2 separate regions of the Pan troglodytes genome follow, and region 1 is linked to region 2. A link is a contact called in public HiChIP or PLAC-seq data. All regions are on one chromosome and are shown on one strand. Each heading gives the region's core, a stretch centred on a gene start, on an enhancer-like site or on the middle of the called end of the contact. The rest is flanking DNA. Distances are from core to core; before and after follow the strand shown.

Region 1 (3,030 bases), core at 38-2,537, 820 kb before region 2:
ACCCATTTTACAGATATGGGAACTGAGGCCCAGAAGGGTGTCAGGCGATTTGTCCAATATTTCCCAACTCCTGGCTCCCCTGAAAGCCCGGTGACCCCGTTGTGAGTGGGCAGGCACCCATTAGGGAGCAGCCCCTGGATAAGGGCAGGTCACAGCCCCCTGCTCCGAGTTCCGCCTGCGCCGCCGCCACGTGTGGGTTGGGAGGGGCATCTGAGGGTGTGGGGGCTGCCACAGCCCGGGAGGTGACCCCGCGCAGCTGGGGCGCCCTGATCTTCGGCCCACAGGCCCGGGGTGCCGGGACCCCGCCCGCCTGCAGGGCCAGGGCTCGGCTCTCCCCGCCCACCGCGAGGCGGGGCGCACGCTCCGCGGCGCGGGGACCGCGCGCTCCAGGCTGCACCCGGCCTCTCCTCCGCGCGTGCGGGCCCCTCGCGGTGCCTCCCGGGCTCGGGAGACCCGGGCCCGCCGCCCGCCCGGCCTGCGGCCGCCTCTTCCTCTCGCAGCCCCGCGGCGCTTGCCGCAGTCGCAGGCGGCGGAGCAGCCAGAGCGCCCCAGGTACCAGTGCGGGCGGGAGACGGAGGCGACCCTGCGGCCGGGTGGGGAGGGGGCGCCGCGCGGCCGCTGCCCTCCTCTTCCCGCGGGGCCTGGCGGCCCCGGCGAACCCCCGCGCCGCACAGGCCGTGTGCGCCGGATCCCGGTGCCTCCGCGCCAGCTGAGACCTGCCTTTCCCAGGGGGGGCTTTGCTCCGGCCCCTAGGCCCCCGCCCTGCGGACCCCGCCCTGGCACCCCACACGCCCACCGGCCGCGGGGAGCCTGCTCCGGCCCGAGAGCGCCCATTCACCCCCCTCACCCACCTCCCTGCGTTCCCACTTCCCCGCACTCTGACCCGGCCGGACGCCCCTCCCCTATCTTGCCGCCCGCCCCCTCCAGGTGGCTCTGCTCCTACCCCAGGGAGCCCATCCGACCTCTGCTTGACTTCCCGCCGCTTCCTTCAGGGGCCTCCGCTCATCGGGTGCCCCTCCCCAAACTTCCAACCCGTTTGCTCCAGGAGTTCCTGCCCCATCCCCGAGGGCGCCCAAATAGCCACACTGTGTCCTCCTGTAGTCGCTGCCCCCTGATCTAGCGCGACCCAGCGCCCCCGCCCATGTCCCCCCACTCACCTCCCCCGGGGGGCGTGGTGAGTAGCGGTCTGTTCTCACCGACGGTCCCCGTCCAGCCTGCGCTTCGCCGGGGCCCTCATCTGCTTTCCCGCCACCCTATCACTCCCTTGCCCTCCACCCTCGGTCCTCATGGTCCCAGAGCCGGGCCCAAGCGCCAATAGCACCCCGGCCTGGGGGGCAGGGCCGCCGTCGGCCCCGGGGGGCAGCGGCTGGGTGGCGGCCGCGCTGTGCGTGGTCATCGCGCTGACGGCGGCGGCCAACTCGCTGCTGATCGCCCTCATCTGCACTCAGCCCGCGCTGCGCAACACGTCCAACTTCTTCCTGGTGTCGCTGTTCACGTCTGACCTGATGGTGGGGCTGGTGGTGATGCCGCCGGCCATGCTGAACGCGCTGTACGGGCGCTGGGTGCTGGCGCGCGGCCTCTGCCTGCTCTGGACCGCCTTCGACGTGATGTGCTGCAGCGCCTCCATCCTCAACCTCTGCCTCATCAGCCTGGACCGCTACCTGCTCATTCTCTCGCCGCTGCGCTACAAGCTGCGCATGACGCCCCCGCGTGCCCTGGCGCTAGTCCTGGGCGCCTGGAGCCTCGCCGCTCTCGCCTCCTTCCTGCCCCTGCTGCTGGGCTGGCACGAGCTGGGCCACGCACGGCCACCCGTCCCTGGCCAGTGCCGCCTGCTGGCCAGCCTGCCTTTTGTCCTCGTGGCGTCGGGCCTCACCTTCTTCCTGCCCTCGGGTGCCATATGCTTCACCTACTGCAGGATCCTGCTGGCTGCCCGCAAGCAGGCCGTGCAGGTGGCCTCCCTCACCACTGGCATGGCCAGTCAGGCCTCAGAGACGCTGCAGGTACCTGGGGTGCGCAGGGAGACCCGGGCTGTGGGATAGAGAGGAATGAGCAGCCCCTGGGGACCCCCTGGGCATCCCCACTTAGCACACATTTGCTCATGGCCCTGCGTGGCTGTTGTGAGCGCCCACCTTTCTTCTGAACTCCAGAGCCAATGCCTGACCCACCCACCACAGGATAGCTCCGTCAGGATTTGGGGGCAGGCTTCTCCCAGGTACCATGTACAAAAGGGAATTTATGGTGGCCCAACTCTCCCCATCTTTGCCTCCCTGGTCTTCCCCATCATGGCAAATGGCACCATTGCGGCATCACATGCCAGGAACTTAGGAATACTTTTCTCCCTCACCCTCATGCCATTCATTAGCGAGACCTGTTGGCGCTGCTCTAAACAGGTGCCATCTCCCCTGCCACTTCCTACCAGGGAGGCTGTGTAGACTTCTCCTGGCTCCCCTGCTTCTGCCGCAGACCCAGTACTCTCCATCTTCTGCATAGAAGCTGGAGCACTTAAAAAAGAAGTGATCATGTCACTCCCCTGCTTCAGACTCTTCAGGCTTCCCACTGTGCTCCAGATAAAGAAAACCTGTCTCAGGATCTGGCCTCAGGATCCCACACTGCCATCCTCTGCAGTGTCACCTCCCCTCTCCCTCTCTCTTACTCTGCAACAGCCTTGTGGCCTTTCTCACGGTTCTAGAAGGCACTGGGCTTACTTCTGTGCCCAGGTCTTTGCACTTGCTGTTCCCTGTGCCTGGAATGTTCTTCCCCCGGCTGCCTTCTTCCCAGGGGCCATCTTTGACCACCCTGTCTGCAGGCCCATCTGCACTCTCCATCCCTGTTATTCTTCATGAGAACAAGTCATAAAAATGACTTGTTCATTCTGCCTCCCTGACTTGAATATAAGCTCCAGGAGGGTCACACATATTGAGATCAGTTTTTTTGTTTTTTTTTTGAGACGGAGTCTCGCTCTGTTGCCCAGGCTGGAGGGCAGTGGCGCGATCTTGGCTCACTGCAACCTCCGCCTCATGGGTTTAAGCG
Region 2 (2,920 bases), core at 175-2,674:
CCACGCCGTCCCCTGGGGGTCCCTGGGACCCCCTCCCCACAGGGTTGTGGAGCGAGTGCAGCTGTGACTACACTGCGCAAAAGGCGGGGGTGGGGGGCGCAAATCAAAAAGCAAACTTTGCCGCAGGTGGAGACCCCCAGCTGCTGCTAGAAGCCGCCACGCCCCCGGGGTGACCCAGCCGGGGATCCGGCTTAGGGGGACGCGTTCCTGCGACCCGCTTCAGCCGGACCCGCAGTGCGGGATCCCCCAATTCTGCAAGAAGGGATTCCGTCGGGTCTGAACGAGCTCCAGCGGGTGGGAGACCTCCGCAACCCTTGTTCAGGCCGCGGCGCGGGAAAAAGGGGGTGTCAGACAAGGGGGCCGCGAACTCACCCCGCTTGCTCCGGCCGATCTGGCCCAGCTTGGGCGGCCGCTTGTTCTGCCCGGCGCCGAAGAAGTTGTTGGTGTCCTGCAGGCGGCAGGAGAAGATCTGGCCCACGTCGCCGCCGTCGCCGTAGGGGCTCAGCTTCTCGTCGCCGTAGGGCAGCACCTCCGACATGGTCGCGTCCGGGGGCTCCGCCGCGGCGCCTCCTCCGCCCGCGTCCCCGCCCGCGGCGGACAGGGTCAGCGGCGCTGGGGCCGGGGGCGGCCGGCCGGGGACGGCCCGCGGGCTGCTGCGGCGGTGGCGCCGGCGAGAGGCCGGGGGACGCCGCTAGGGCAAGAGCGCAGCACTCGCGCGAGCGGCCCGGAGAGCGCCCGCGGCTGCGCTGCGCTGCGCTCCGGCTCCGCGCGCGAGTGGCTGCTGCTCCGCCAGAGGCGAGCAGGACTCACATCCTCGGCGCGCTGGGGCTCTGGGCGGGGGCCGGGCCGGGCGGGGCCGCGAGCCGGGAGGGAGGAGACGTCCCTGCGAGCCCGGAGGGCGCGGGACCGAGGAGGGCGCACCCCGGGAGCCGGGCGGGCCGGTCCTGCGGCGAGTGCGGGCGGCGGCGCCGGTTCGGGGAGGCAGACTGGGAGCTGCGAGCGGCGGGGCTGCGAGGGGCGGAGGGGGAGGGGAGGGAGAGAGGAGGGAGGGCACCGGGGAGGAAACCCGGAGGGAGGGTGGGGGAGAGAAACCGAGAGGGAGACGGGGCTGAAAAACAGGGACTGAAAGACAGGGAGGCAGGGGAGACGGTGGAAGGAGACAGAGGAGAGGGGGAGAGGAAGGAGAGGAGGAGAAAGAAGAAAAGGTGGGGGGGGGGGACGAGCTAGAACGGAGAGACAGGGGAAAGATGAGAGGAGGAGGGAAAGGATCGGGAGGGAGAGGAAGAGGGTCGGAGAGGGAAGGAAGGGAGAAAGACAGAGGGGGGAGAGGGAGGCAGGGATAGAGGAGGCAGCGAGCTGCGAGGAGAAATGCCGGCCGCGGCGCCGAGGCGAGGCGCGGGGAGGAGGGCGGGAGGAGGCGGGGAGGAGGGGACCCGCGGGCCTCGGGGAGAGATCCCTGCGAGCGGAGCGACGTCACGGGGCCGCGCCGGCCGGCCCGGGCCGCCGCTAGCTTCCTGCCCCCGCCCCCAGCCCCCGCCGTCCCGCTCACGGGTGTTTACGGGGCCCGGAGCTGGTGCGCGCCCGCCCCGCAGCCGGCTCTGCCTCCCGAGGGGACCTCGGGGGGAGTGGGGGTTCCGGGAGCTGGAGAGGGAGCGGACAGACGACGCACACGCGGGGAAGGGCGGAAGCATGCTGACCTCTCTGGGGGGCAGATGCTGCGGGGCAAAGATCGGAGGGCTCCAGGGCGACCCGCGGACACAGCCTCCCCCGCCATCTGCAAACCGGGGAGCCCTTCCTCCCCACCACACTTGCTCCCCAATTCAGACCCTGAGGGCCCAGCCACTGGGGCCTCACACTCTCCTCCCGCCCCGGCTCAGTCCGACCTGGAAGGCCTCACTCCCCCCCGCCCCCGCCCAACTGCGCTGGACTCCGGCTCCCGCAGGGCCTCCAGGAGGGGGAGGGGGAGAGGGAAGGGGCAGCCCCGCCTCCCGCAGGAGAAGGGAGCGCCTCATTACGCCGGGCTCGCCCGGGATGCCTGGCTCCCGGCGTCCGCTGCCTCCGCTGGGGACGTCCCGGGTCTGCCGCCCTCTGCCCTCGGGGGCCTCCCTTCCAGCAACAGCCGTGCGCCCTGTGGAGAGACTATGGCCTCTGAGATGAGGAGCGGGCTCCTCGATGCCGGGAGGGAGACTGGGGCAGCCCCAGAGGCCTGGGAGGCGCATCTGCCAAGCAGATGGTAACTCCGAGGGGGCAAGGTGCATGAGGAGCGCTCATTATCCTCGCCGGAGCCAACAGCACCTGCCCTCCGCTGGAGACCGTCTTTGCTTAGTAGAGCCGGCCTGACCACAGGGAGGGGCAACCACCCCAAGGTCATGCCAGCTGCTGGAGGCAGGGCTAGGAAACACATCCAGGTGGCCCAGGTGAGTCTCACCTGGCTCATCCTGCTGCCCTGCAAGGGGTCCCATCAACAGTGAAAGGAGCTCTCCCCTCCTATCTAGAACTCTGGCGGGTGGGAGCTGGAGGCAGAAGGGGAAGGTTTTTTCCTGGTATAACATCTGGTGGAGGGGGGAGTCAGTCCAGCCCCCTCTCCAAACGGTGTAAAAGGATTGGCTGGCCTCGGGAAGCCAGATTCCATGGGGGGAGGAGGAAGGGAGCAGAGAAAAGGGAGACTGAAGCAATGTGGCAGGTGGAATAAGCATGTCCCTTGGATTTAGGTCTGGGTTTGAATCCCAACCCCGTGGTTTGCTGACTGTGTGACCCTGGGTGGGTCATCTCTCCTCTCTGAGCTTCCATGGTCTCAGCTGTCAAATGGGTATATGGCTAGCCACTACCTGTGTACCCTGCAGGACAGTTATGAAAACAAAAATAAAATCAGGCTCTGATGCCTGGCTGAGAGTGGATGTGCAATAGACATTTGAGAGAT

The links. HiChIP or PLAC-seq counts read pairs in DNA pulled down with a chosen protein or histone mark.
Region 1: a contact with region 2 is called in an H3K4me3 HiChIP or PLAC-seq map of stem cell-derived excitatory neurons, with 6 times the contacts expected there. The contact joins the promoter of HTR6 here to the promoter of CAMK2N1 in region 2. A contact is called at or near these places in 1 of 7 Hi-C or Micro-C datasets (stem cell-derived neural progenitor cells) and 1 of 1 datasets of contacts at active chromatin or transcription factors (stem cell-derived excitatory neurons).

Annotation. Positions count from the first base shown.
Region 1 is chr1:211,536,261-211,539,290 of NHGRI_mPanTro3-v2.0_pri, reverse strand. It overlaps HTR6 (5-hydroxytryptamine receptor 6), which reads left to right and starts at 1,287. Exons shown (of 3, transcript NM_001034092.1): 1 at 1,287-2,000. The coding sequence starts at 1,287.
Region 2 is chr1:210,713,766-210,716,685 of NHGRI_mPanTro3-v2.0_pri, reverse strand. CAMK2N1 (calcium/calmodulin dependent protein kinase II inhibitor 1) reads right to left here and starts at 1,424. Exons shown (of 2, transcript XM_001160942.7): 1 at 373-1,424. The coding sequence starts at 538.